Regions from separate parts of the Rattus norvegicus genome. Here region 2 is linked to region 1. Evidence: chromatin contacts called from public Hi-C data. All regions are on one chromosome and are shown on one strand. The core of a region is the stretch at or near the end of the contact, and the rest is flanking DNA. Distances in the headings are between cores, read along the strand shown.

Evidence for each region. Hi-C and Micro-C count contacts between places; a contact is called where the count stands out from the background.
Region 2: a contact with region 1 is called in a Hi-C map of Schwann cells, with 3 times the contacts expected there. The contact joins the enhancer-like site here to the promoter of Postn in region 1. A contact is called at or near these places in 6 of 12 Hi-C or Micro-C datasets (the A7r5 cell line, the Rat2 cell line, Schwann cells and 3 more).

Annotation. Positions count from the first base shown.
Region 1 is chr2:140,675,831-140,681,691 of GRCr8, forward strand. Postn (periostin) reads left to right here and starts at 2,231. Exons shown (of 22, transcript NM_001108550.1): 1 at 2,231-2,373; 2 at 3,727-3,825. The coding sequence starts at 2,249.
Region 2 is chr2:140,854,460-140,860,306 of GRCr8, forward strand. No RefSeq gene overlaps it. Among named protein-coding and RNA genes, the nearest start is that of Dusp14l1, 32 kb to the right of the region's middle. Within about 2 kb of position 2,857, at least 6 of the 93 cell types and tissues checked have an H3K27ac peak or open chromatin away from gene starts, as enhancers often do. A contact at or near this core is called in Schwann cells, where this site is marked.

The DNA of each region.
Region 1 (5,861 bases), core at 981-3,480:
CAGCCCTGGAAAGTCGGACTTAATTTTCATGATTTCCGTCATCTTCCCAACTGGTAGAAAAAGTGCAAGGGTTAGTAGGGTCAGGATAGTTTCACAGAGCAGAAGAGAAAGGGCCCTGTATGGAGAGCAACTTTTGATGAGAGCCCCGGAAGAGAGTGTGCCCTTTTGTGGATTTTTTTCCCACTCTCTTCTACAACTTGGGCTAAGATTCCCTTCTTAGCCTTCCTTTTCTCAGCCGTTCCCAAACTGGCTCAGAGCCTCTCTCTAGCTTTGGACTTTCTCCCAACAATTACCGTGCAGTATCTCTCTTCTCACCTGGCCTCTGTCTCTTCAAGTATCCTGATTTCTCCATCTTTACCTAAAATCTCTGCTCTTCTCTGGATTACGGGTGGTCTCTGTGTCTCTGGCTCTTGTTTGAAAGACCCTCCCTGATGTCATTATTGACCCCCATTAGTTAATAATTTTGAAGGTTTGGCATGAGTTGACTTCCATGGGAGTTTGGTAAGTCTCAAACATGATGCTTGGAGTAGAAAGATTTCAGATTTCTATTATTGGAAACTATAAAAGGGGGCTTCAGAATGCCTTTCTGTCATATGAGAATACGCTTTGCCTTGTGCAAAATGGTAAATACATGTTGCTTGTCAGAATAGCACAGTAACCTCGTCAATAAATGATGTTCCCCGAACATTCTAACAGCCAGTTGATTGATATCAGATAGACCTTATATGCATAAGATAGGACTGCCCTTTCATTGAGCAGTTACCGACAGCCCACCATTTGTACAACCTAAGAGTAGCAAAAGCTATTTATAAAGCAAACAAGAGAAAAGACAGTTAAAGTAAGAATGGCTTCATTTAGATAAATATAAATAAGAGATTAGTGTCTCTGTCACACAAGTACCCTGGAAAGAACATAGTTTACTTTCCATGATATCTTCTCTCCCCGTTCCCCAGAGATAATTCGGTATATTCTCAATCCTTTAATACCAAAATTTCAGAAGTGACAGAGGCTTCTGACTCATCTTCAAACTGTGTACTTAATAAATTAGCTGTTGGCTGCAGGATTATTTTAACACTGAAAGGCAGTTCCCACAGAAAGCTCACACATCTCTCCAGATAAGGAACTCTCTCTGGCCTCCCCCTTAAACTTTTCCAACTGTAAAACATAAAGAATCCAGCCATGGTGTCTTTGCCTTGTCAGTGAGAAAACACTACGGATGCTCAAAACAGAGGGGGGACTTCACGGCACAGCACAGAAACACCCTCCCCCCTCTCTAGGGATGCTTTAAAATCTGTGCATTCAGAGACAGATGGCTGTTCCCATTCCCTGCCTTCTGAACTTTCTAATCATTGAAGTTTCTTCATCCAAAGGATTCTCCACATGTGTGAAGACCTAAAAAATCTGTGTCTTCCCTCAGCTGGGGATGCTGAAATTCAACACCGAGAGAGTGCAGTTGTTCTTTTAAAAATCAGAAGAATATTCTTGGCAGCAGCCCTGTTTCTTAATATGCATTTAATTGCCACATTACTTCTAGATTAGTAATACCTGTTTCCAGGTCTTATCAGAGTATGCAGTGTGTGGGAGATGAAAAGCAATAAAAAGGAAAATTGTGTGTGTGTGTGTGTGTGTGTGTGTGTGTGTGTGTGTGTGTGTGTGTGAAAAGTTAGAGAAATTCTCCCAAAGCAGGTCTTTGTAACTTAACTCTCTATACTCATTAAGAGTTGGAAAGTCAGGACCCAAGTTTCACAGGACTTCAAGAAACATGTGCCTCCACATTAGCTGTGGAAATTGTACTTTGTATGCATTGTAAATCTATCCAGGATTTGTGTTAAATTCCCTTTGTGATTTCTTCTCTGTCGAAAAATAACCTCAGTGTTCTGTTGTGGGACGATTTAAGTGTGATAAGATCAAACTAAGAAAGTCACTGAGCTCGGAGACACAGAGAGTGGCAGAGGCACATGGGGGAGAGGTCCCTGAACTCAGATACAGCTGTTTTCACAGGGTAAACCTATAGAAGTGAAAAAACGGCCACACTATGATTAAAAACAAATAGAGGGAAGAGTTCAGACTGCTCAGAACCCAGGAGACAGCACAGGGCTGCTGGTGCTTCTGCAAGGCAGTTGCAAGTTTCAGGTTGGCCCAGCGCCCCCTCCCACAGCCATGCTCCCTCCCACAGCCCAGAGCTCTATAAATTCAGCTCTCTAGAACACAGGCCAGATCTCTTCCTGGACGGAGCTCAGGGCTGAAGATGGTTCCTCTCCTGCCCTTATCTGCTCTGCTGCTGCTGTTCCTGTGTGACGTTGACCCCGCAAATGCCAACAGTTACTATGACAAGGTCCTAGCTCACAGCCGCATCAGGGGTCGGGATCAGGGGTAAGTCCCTGGCTTGTTTCCTTTTGGCTTATTCCACTTAGCTTGTTCTAGAAATATGTAGAAGTTCCTTGTAAATGCACAGGGTAGCTGTAGTTCTTCTTACTGCAAGGTAATAGGAAAAGGAACAATTCTGAATATTCTGTAAATAGACATATATAGACAGAGATAGATAGTTACTATGGCATATATGTGCCTTAAATTCATAAGTATTGCTATCAACATAGCAAGTATTATTACTTGATGTGGATTATTAATTTTAATGTAATTAACAAAATACAGTTGGGTAATCCTTAGTAATTCTGTTTACTTGGGTTTTTATTTCTCTCCATGACTGCAGAGTATGGTTTTCAAAATCAAAGTGTCTGCTCTCTGATGGTATCATGTCAAAGGCTTTGAGATGTCTCTCGGGATATCGGTGCAAATTTCCTTTGTTTTGTATATGAAAATTAAACTCTGGGCTGAATAGCTGCTTCTCTGGATTCCTTGAAATGTTTTTTTTTTTATCTTTTCAGATAAATGTAGGATTTTAAAAGGTTATTAGAAGCATCTTAGTAACTCAAGCGAACATCTGCACTGTTTGCATGGGACTCTTGGCATTTCTCCCTAAGCCTTGGGGGGGTTTTCATTTTCTGAGTTCTCAGAGCAGTCTTCTTAACAGTGGAGTAGAATTTCCATCCTTTTAAGAGAAAGCAAGCTTAAAATTGCAATAGAGAAGGATACTCTTATTTGTTCTCTTTAAAGAATCAAATTTCCTTTGTGTAAAGGCATTGTTCAAAAGTTCCTTTGAACACTAATCTACTTCTGCAAGCCCCTAGGGAACCACACAGCAGAGTGTGAAGTAAGACCTGTGTCCTTTGCCATTAATCTCCCGGGCTTCAGAAAAATCCTAAAGCTGCCCATCCTCCAAATGAATACATGCTTAGTTTTAAAACAATGGGTTTTTTTCCACTTTAACAGTAGTTTGTCTGTTAAGTCTAATTCTGTTTAAATATTTCTGCTAGGTTAACTTTTTGAAATACTGATATTAGTCTCAAACATACAGTGGCCTTTCCTACATCCCCTTCTTCTCCCTTCCCTTTCCCTCCTCCTCACCCCTCCTCTCCCTACATCCTCTCCTTCCTCCTATACCCCCTCCCTTTCCCCCTCTTCTCCCTCCTCTCGCTATCTCCCTTAGACTTCTGCTTTTTCTAGTAACTCAGTAGAACTGGGGCAGGAGTTGGCTTTGTACAAAGTTAAAATCCCGTCTTAGAATGTCAGGACTCCATCCAAACATCTCTCTCAGCCACCTGACCTGTAACTGGGAAAAGGCAAGAACCTCAGCAATTAACTCTTTCCCCTCCCCTCTGTCTCCAGCCCAAATGTCTGTGCCCTCCAGCAGATTCTGGGCACCAAAAAGAAATACTTCAGCTCCTGTAAGAACTGGTATCAAGGTGCTATCTGCGGGAAGAAAACGTGAGTCTCACCCTTTTCTCTGTTGATGGTTTGAAGATCCTACAGGACGGTACTCGCCTTTTCTTGGACACATGCCCCAGTCTGAAGAGACTGTCCAAACTCCTGTGCTTTTAAAGAGAGGTTCATACACAGGCAGAGAAGCTCCCTCTCAACACCAGTTAGAAGAGTCGATTTCTCTCTAAGTCCATAAGCTGGACAAGCCAAAGCAGGCCTGGTGTGGTACGTCCTGAATCCATGTGAAAAATGTGGTCTCTATTCACTGGACCCTCTTCTCACACACACACACACACACACACACACACACACACACACACACACACACACAATCAAGGAGAACAAATTGATCTGAAATATTCATTTGTAAAGGCCCAAATCAATGCTTCTCTGGTCATTTAGACATCATGATAAAGACTCCACTTCACCCCTATGGCTTTGCTGTATATTTCACTGATCAACTCAAAGCTGGAAAACATTATTGCCTATGTAGTAGACATTTTATTAATTTATTATACTATAGTTATTGGTAGGAAAGTTAAAAACCCTGAATTTATAAAGGTTAAGAATGACTTATCCAATCCATCATTTTATGAGGGGGCTGTCTCAAAGACAGGGTAGCTCAGTAAATCAGAAAGGGCTCCCATGTCATCCCAGCAATGAAAATCATGGAAGGGCCCCTCGCTGCCCTCAACCTGAACTGTAGCCTCTATAAGGTAGCTTTGAGGACCGAAGAATCTGAATATCCACTTAATACACCATGGTGAGCTTCAGGTACCCTCCAAAGAAGCTGAAGTAAGGAGACTGCCCCAACTTCTCTAGGTTACCTTGAGCTCCAAAGTGAAACACCCTAACAAAATTAAACAAATGCATAGATATATTGATAGATGCATAGATAGATAGATAGATAGATAGATAGATAGATAGATAGATAGATAGATAGATAGACAGACAGACGGGTGGGTGGGCAGGTGGACAGACAGACAGACAGACAGACAGACAGTTTTTAATCCATGTGCTATTGGAACACACACTCAACAAAGAGCTATTTAACTTTGGGAAGTCAGTGACCTTCCCATGTTGTGCATTTAAGGAAAGAATTTTCCTGTTCTTTCTGGAAGTTAAAGACATCTTGTCTTCACAATATAATTATATTAGAGATGCCAAAGTTGTCACACAACCAGTCGAGTCTCTTGTCTTCCATTAAACAAAAGTTATGCTTCTAGCCAGACATTTTACCAAAACTTTAACAATGTCCCCTTAGCAAAATTTCCTTCAGTGGCTTCCACGTCAGATCACATTTACATCTCTTCGCTGAGACAAGTGTAAATGCTAATCTCAACTAAGCAAAGAAACCAATGGCACTGACAGGGAGGAAGCCTGGCTCGCTTTCCACTCCCTTCTGCCCAAGTTGCCAACAACGTCTTCTGTGTCATTCAGTTTTTCAAATAGGCTTCTACATTGGGTGTTTACTAGAAACAGGCCAGGTCTCAAGAAAGCATTAGTATCCCTAGGCTTAAGCTTTAAGGTACTGTCTACGGTATGTAGAAAACCTTCCACAGAGCAGTGTGCAGGCTCCCTGTTGGTGCACGTTACATCTTCAGTTGGCTTCCTATGACATTTTTTACTACTCAGATAGTGAGGACAAATTCCCCATTCTCCAAGCAGGCAGAGCAATTATTCTGCCTTCTTCTTGCTCTATTTGACTTCCTGGCCATATAGGAAAATGGATTTGTGTGTAGCATCCATGCTTTCTGGGAACAAAACCAAAACAGTTTTGTTGTATTTGAAACCTTTCCACAGATAAACACATTGTCCACTTAGCAGATGAGATTTCAGGCCACTGTTCTACAAGCTCCTCTTCTGCAGTATGACTTTTCCGCTTCAGAGCTCATTATCAGATTGTATCAGTGTTTGGTTTAGACATTTGCCTCATAATGACAGTGTCCTGTTTTCATCCCAGCGATCTGCCTCTCACTATAGACATATCTCATTTTGTTTATGATGTGCATAAATCAAATTCACAAGAACATTCAATTAAC
Region 2 (5,847 bases), core at 1,607-4,106, 180 kb after region 1:
TACTGCAATAGCCACTAGCAATGTAGAGGTGAAAAGGAAGCAGGGTTGCTGCTTTCACAGGATGCAGTTTGTGGAACAAAGAAAAGCACGAGAAATCAGCTACAGCACACGAGAAAAGCCACTACACATGAAGTGTAGGTGAAAGGTTTTAATAGAGATGAGGGAATGGCTTAAAACAACAGGAAGTAACAAGCAAAACTCAAATGAGAGCAAGAAGAAGTTGTTAGTGACTTGTAAATGACCCAGGAAAGCATAGCAGAAGATGCTGTGTGTGCAAGGCTGTGTCTCAAGACCAAGACAGGAAACGAGGAGATTGCACCCGAGTTATGTGATCACCTTTTCCTGTAAAAACAGATACAGAAGAGGCCAGTGAGATGGCTCTACAGGTAAAAGTACTGGCCACCAAGCTTGACAATGTAAATTCAATCCTAGAGACACACATGCTAGAACGAGAAAAATGACTACTACAAGTCGATCTCTGACTCCCCCACAACACACACACACACACACACACCGGGGCTATGGAGTGGCACTATTAGGAGATGTGGCTTTGTTGGAGTAGGCGTGGCCTTGTTGTAGAAAGTGTCTCACTATGGGAGTAGGCTTTGAGACCCTCCTCCTAGATGCCTGGAATACAATCTGCTCCTGTCTTTCTTTGGATAATGATGTAGAACTCTCAGCTTACTGACCGTGGACACAATATGACCTACTACCTCACTCTTGTCTCCATGCCTTCCCCCACCAAGATGAACTGAGCCCCATCAAACTGTAAGCCAAGACAAACCTCCTCCCTTAGGCTGCTTCACATCAGGTTTCAGCAACGACAAGAGTATCTATTTCACTTCAGAACAAAAATCTACTGATCTTTTCTGTTTTCTCCTACTTTTGCACATTGGAGTCTCAAATTACAGAAATGTAGATAAGAGATTCTATTACTAAAATGTTTCAATCTATAACGTTTTTACCAAGGCAGATGACATTTCACATAAATAATCATTTATTTTGTTTGCTATATTTTTGGGTACATCAAACATTTTTAGACCCTTATGATCACCATGTACCTTACAACTGGACAAATCTAAAGATCACCCAAAGACATGACATTTATCAATTAATATCTATCTGAGAAGAAGGAAACAGTAATGTGATGTCAGAGAAAGCTAAAGAGATTATTTGGAACAGGAGAAACTTGGCAGTGTCCTTAGTCTCAAAACATTTAAAACCTCAGAACATACGAATGGGATCAGCCCCAGAACCCATGTATACAGAATGTCCAAAAGATGCCTGAAGACTAAAACTTAAAACTCTTCATAGATCACAGATTTGTCCCCAGATCTCTGCACACTTGATGAAAAGGGGGATGGGAAATAAAGTGAGGAAGAGGAATAAATTCAAAAGGAGAAAGAGTTTCAAATACCTTGTCATGGGTGTTTAGTCCTTGTCCTAGTTGGGATCTTACTGCTGTGAACAGGCACCATGACCAAGGCAACTCTTATATAGGACAGCATTTACTTGTGGCTGGCTTACAGGTTCAAGGGTTCAGTCCATTATTTTCAAGCACAGCAGCATCCAGGCAGGCATGACTTAGGAGGAGCTGAGAGTTCTACAACTCATTCTGAAAGCAAACAGGGGAAGACTGACTTCCAGAAAGCTAGATGGAAGTTCTCAAAGGCCACCCCCCCCACAGTGACACACTTCTTTCAACAAAGCCACACCTCCTGATAGTGTCATTCTCTGGGCCAAGCATATGTAGACCACCACAGTCCTCAAATTCAGAAGCTTGAGAATTAGTAATTTGATGACCTTCAGTGGGCATCAAGGCATACAAAAATCGTGTGCAGAAGGCTGACTCCTGAGTGTCATTCACAGACTTCCTGATTCTGTAGCTTGGACAGTTTCTGAGCTTTCTTTTATCACCATGGGTCAGTCTGATGGAGGAGTTCCAGAGTAAGTCATAACTTTCTCTATCTAATCAAATCCAGATTCGAAGAACTACCATTATGCGGTGGTTTGAAGGCGAACGGGCCCCCATAGGCTCATATTCGAATGCTTACTCACCCATTAGCTGGACTGTCTAAGAGTGACCTTGTAGGAGGAGGTGTGTAATCACTGGGAGGGGTCTCAGGTTTCAAACACCCACACCAGCACCAGCTTCTCTCTCTCTCTCTCTCTCTCTCTCTCTCTCTCTCTCTCTCTCTCTCTCTCTCTCTCCCCCCCGCCCCCCTCCCCGCTGCCTACAGATCAGAACAGAGCTCAGAGCTCTCAGCCACTTTTCCAGCACCGTGCTCCTCCCCCAATGATAATGGGCTAACCCTCCGGAGCAAACCCCCAACTGAACGCTCTCTCCTGTAAGTTGCTTTGCTCATGGTATCTCTTACAACAATAGAACAGTAACTAAGACACGTGCGTCCTAGGAGGAGTGGGCAGTCCAGTCTCAGTTCTTATTCAGGAGGAGCTCTCGCCACTTAGTTCAGCTTCATAAACACAAGCATCCAGATGACAAGCAACATGGATGAAGACTAGTTCTTAGACACAACCAGGAGTTTACCATGAGAAAAAACACTGCAGCAGCACCAGTGAGGCTATGTCTCATCAGTCTTAGGGTGAAGGCAATGAGCTGAGCTGGACACTACGAAGGGCTCCCATTTAGAACTGTTAGTGGAGACCTGGAGGAGAACCTTCTGGAACATCACATCCAATCCCTGCTCTATGTGTAAGCATTTTAACAAATGTCACTGAGAAATTTTGAGCTTTTGTTGTTTCCCAAAATGATTTCAGGGCTTTTGGAATGTCTGCAGAAGCAAGAACTAGCTGTGGTCATCCACATCTCCCCATGTAGATCCAATTTGTGACTCATCCAGTTACATCATGTAATGTGACCAGAGGGGAGAGAGTTTGGCATAGTAAGCAGTCAGACTCCACTCATGCAAGCACTGTTCATTTTCTAACCCACTCGTCATTCAGGGTCTACGGTGGCTTTATGCTGTCCATTAATTTTTTTAACTAGGTCTATTTCCATGAAACTTATTTCTGCTGGAATTGCAGGATATTTTTCTGTACTGTGTTTCATAGATCTACCCCCCAAAGTAGTGGAATATTACAGATTAAAAATGTATTTATCTCCATTTAACAAAATAAAATATAATTAAATAAAGCAAAAGCCATCATATCAAAGTTGGATGAGATAAGGCAACAGAAAAATAAAAAAAAGCCCAGGACAAGGAATCAGGGATCTTCTCATTCACACACTCATATGTCCCATGAAAATACCAGAGTGGACGTTATAATATGTACACGAGGACCTGGCGCTATGATATGTACACGGAGGACCTGGTGCAGACCGCGTCCCTGTGCTTGCTGTTTCAGCCTTGAGCTCATACTTTTGTTCATTTTATTTTTGCTCAGTTAATTTATAGGGCCTTGTTCTCCTGGTATCCTCCACTCCCTCTGTCCCCTCAACTCCTTCTGCCTCAGAAAACTCTAGGTGTTTTCTTTTTAACCAAAGTTAATTTGAGGAGAAAGTGCAGAGTGTTAACATCAATTATACGTAGGCTAAAAGCACAAGCTGAGTTAAATTTTCACCCCAACCTTGGCACTATATTTTAAGCTTTGAGAGTAAGTTACTTAAATCTCTGATTCCCAATATGAACAACCTTAACAGGGCAGAACACTATGTACTTCTCAGACTATCGGGAGAATTAAAAGTCTAAGTTGATATAAAATACTTAATACCATGACTGCAGTATTCTAAAGTAATTCTAAAACCATACTCTACTTAATTTTACAAAGCAAGGGAGACACAGTGACAGAGAGCGACTTTTTACCTTAAATATACTTAGTTTTGTTTTGTTTTACAAGTGTAAGTGTTTTACTCTGTGTGTGTGTGTCTGTATGTGTGTGTGTGTGTCTGTGTGTACGTGTCTGTGTGTGTGAGAGAGTGTGTTTTACTGTGTGTGTATGTGAGTGTTTTACTGTGTGTGTGTGTGAGTGTTTTACTCTGTGTGTGTATGTGTGTATGTGTGTGTGTCTGTATGTGTCTGTGTGTGTGTCTGTATGTGTCTGTGTGTATGTCTGTGTTTATGTGTGTGTGTGTTTGTGTATCTGTGTGTGTGTCTTTGTGTGTCTGTGTGTCTGTATGTGTCTGTGTATATCTGTGTTTGTGTGTGTGTCTTTGTGTGAGTGTGAGAGAAAGTGTTTTACTGTGTTCTGTCTGTGTGCCTGTATGTGTCTGTGTGCATGTCTGTGTTTGTGTGTGTCTGTGTGTCTGTGTGTGTCTCTGTGTGTCTGTATGTGTCTGTATGTGTCTGTGTGTTTGTATGTGTCTGTGTGTGTGTCTTTGTGTGTGTGTGAGTGTTTTACTGTGTTCTGTGTGTCTGTGTGTCTGTATGTGTCTGTGTGTATGTCTGTATTTGTATGTGTGTGTATGTGTCTATGTGTCTGTATGTATCTGTGTGTATTTCTGTGTTTGTATGTGTGTGTCTGTGTGTCTGTGTGTGTCTGTATATGTCTGTGCATATGTCTGTGTTTGTGTGTGTATGTCTGTGTCTGTGTGTGTCTGTGTGTGTCTGTATGTATGAATGTGTTTGTGTGTCTGTGTGTATGTCTGGGTTTGTGTCTATGTGTGTCTGTCTTTGTGTGTGTGTGCGCGCGTGAGTGTGTGTGTGCCTGTGTGTGTGTGTGTGTGTCTGTGTGTGTCTGTGTGTGTTTGTGCGTGCGCATGTGCTTGCAGTACCTCCAGAGGGCAGAAAAGGGCACAAGATCACCCAGAGCTGGACTCACAGACAGCTGTGAGCCTCTCTGAGAACAAAGGGAACTAATCTGATCCTGGGTCCTCTGCAAGAGCAGTCAATGCTCTTGACCGCTGAGCATTCCTCAGGGCCACAGACCACAGGTTGATATCATAACGTGGTGAAGGTGGAGATTCTACAACAATTAGCAGCTGTCTCAGTCAGCCTGAAAGTGAAGCCAGCCAGCATCCCCATTCTTTCCATCCCAGAGTTCCTGCTTCATAAAGAAGGAAGATAAACAAAGACTAACACTCAAATGAAGTGTCAACCAGAAGACATTTGCACCTAGAGCCTCTGTGCTTGGAGCGACTCTCCAAATGTGTGCTTCCCACAGTGATGGAACACCTAGTTGTACATGGTCATTTAAGGAGCATCCCTTTGCAAATAGCCTGACTCTGCACATCACAGAATGGAACGTTGGCAAAGGTCCCTTAAGGCAAAATGAAAACTCTCCTTACAGTGCAGCTGACACACAAACTTCTCCTAGCTGAACTATGAAACTAAATAGCTAGAGTAGAAACAAGTATCCATTAAGGGACATGAGGTAATTTTGAAAATAAAGAAAACCATGAAGAACCAAATAAGCAAAGCATTGTTATTCTAACAACGCCCATCATTGTTACTTTTGGGGGTTTCTTGGGCAGATTCTCATTATATATCACAGTCTGGCCTCAGACTTACTGTCTAACCAAAACTACCCTTGAACTCATGGTCCTCCTACCTCAACTTTGCATGTGCTTGGATTAATAAGTTCCTACCACAAAATTGGACAACTGTAAAAATACAGATTCACACACGCTGAATGTAACAATTTAAAGTGACTTCTTATAACAAAGTTGAAATTTTATTCTGCTAATTGTCTTAGCAGAGGTTTTGTGGTTGATAATTGTCACGGTCAGACAGATGTCATTCTAATTCAATGTGCAAAGCTGTTGGGGGAAATGAATGGTCTGGAAGTATTTAGAAGACAGTATGTGCCAGTCTGTCAAGGTCACTGTAAATCAACTTATCTCTGAATTTACATCAAGTAAATCCGCAGGAGTCTGAGCTTTAAGTAACT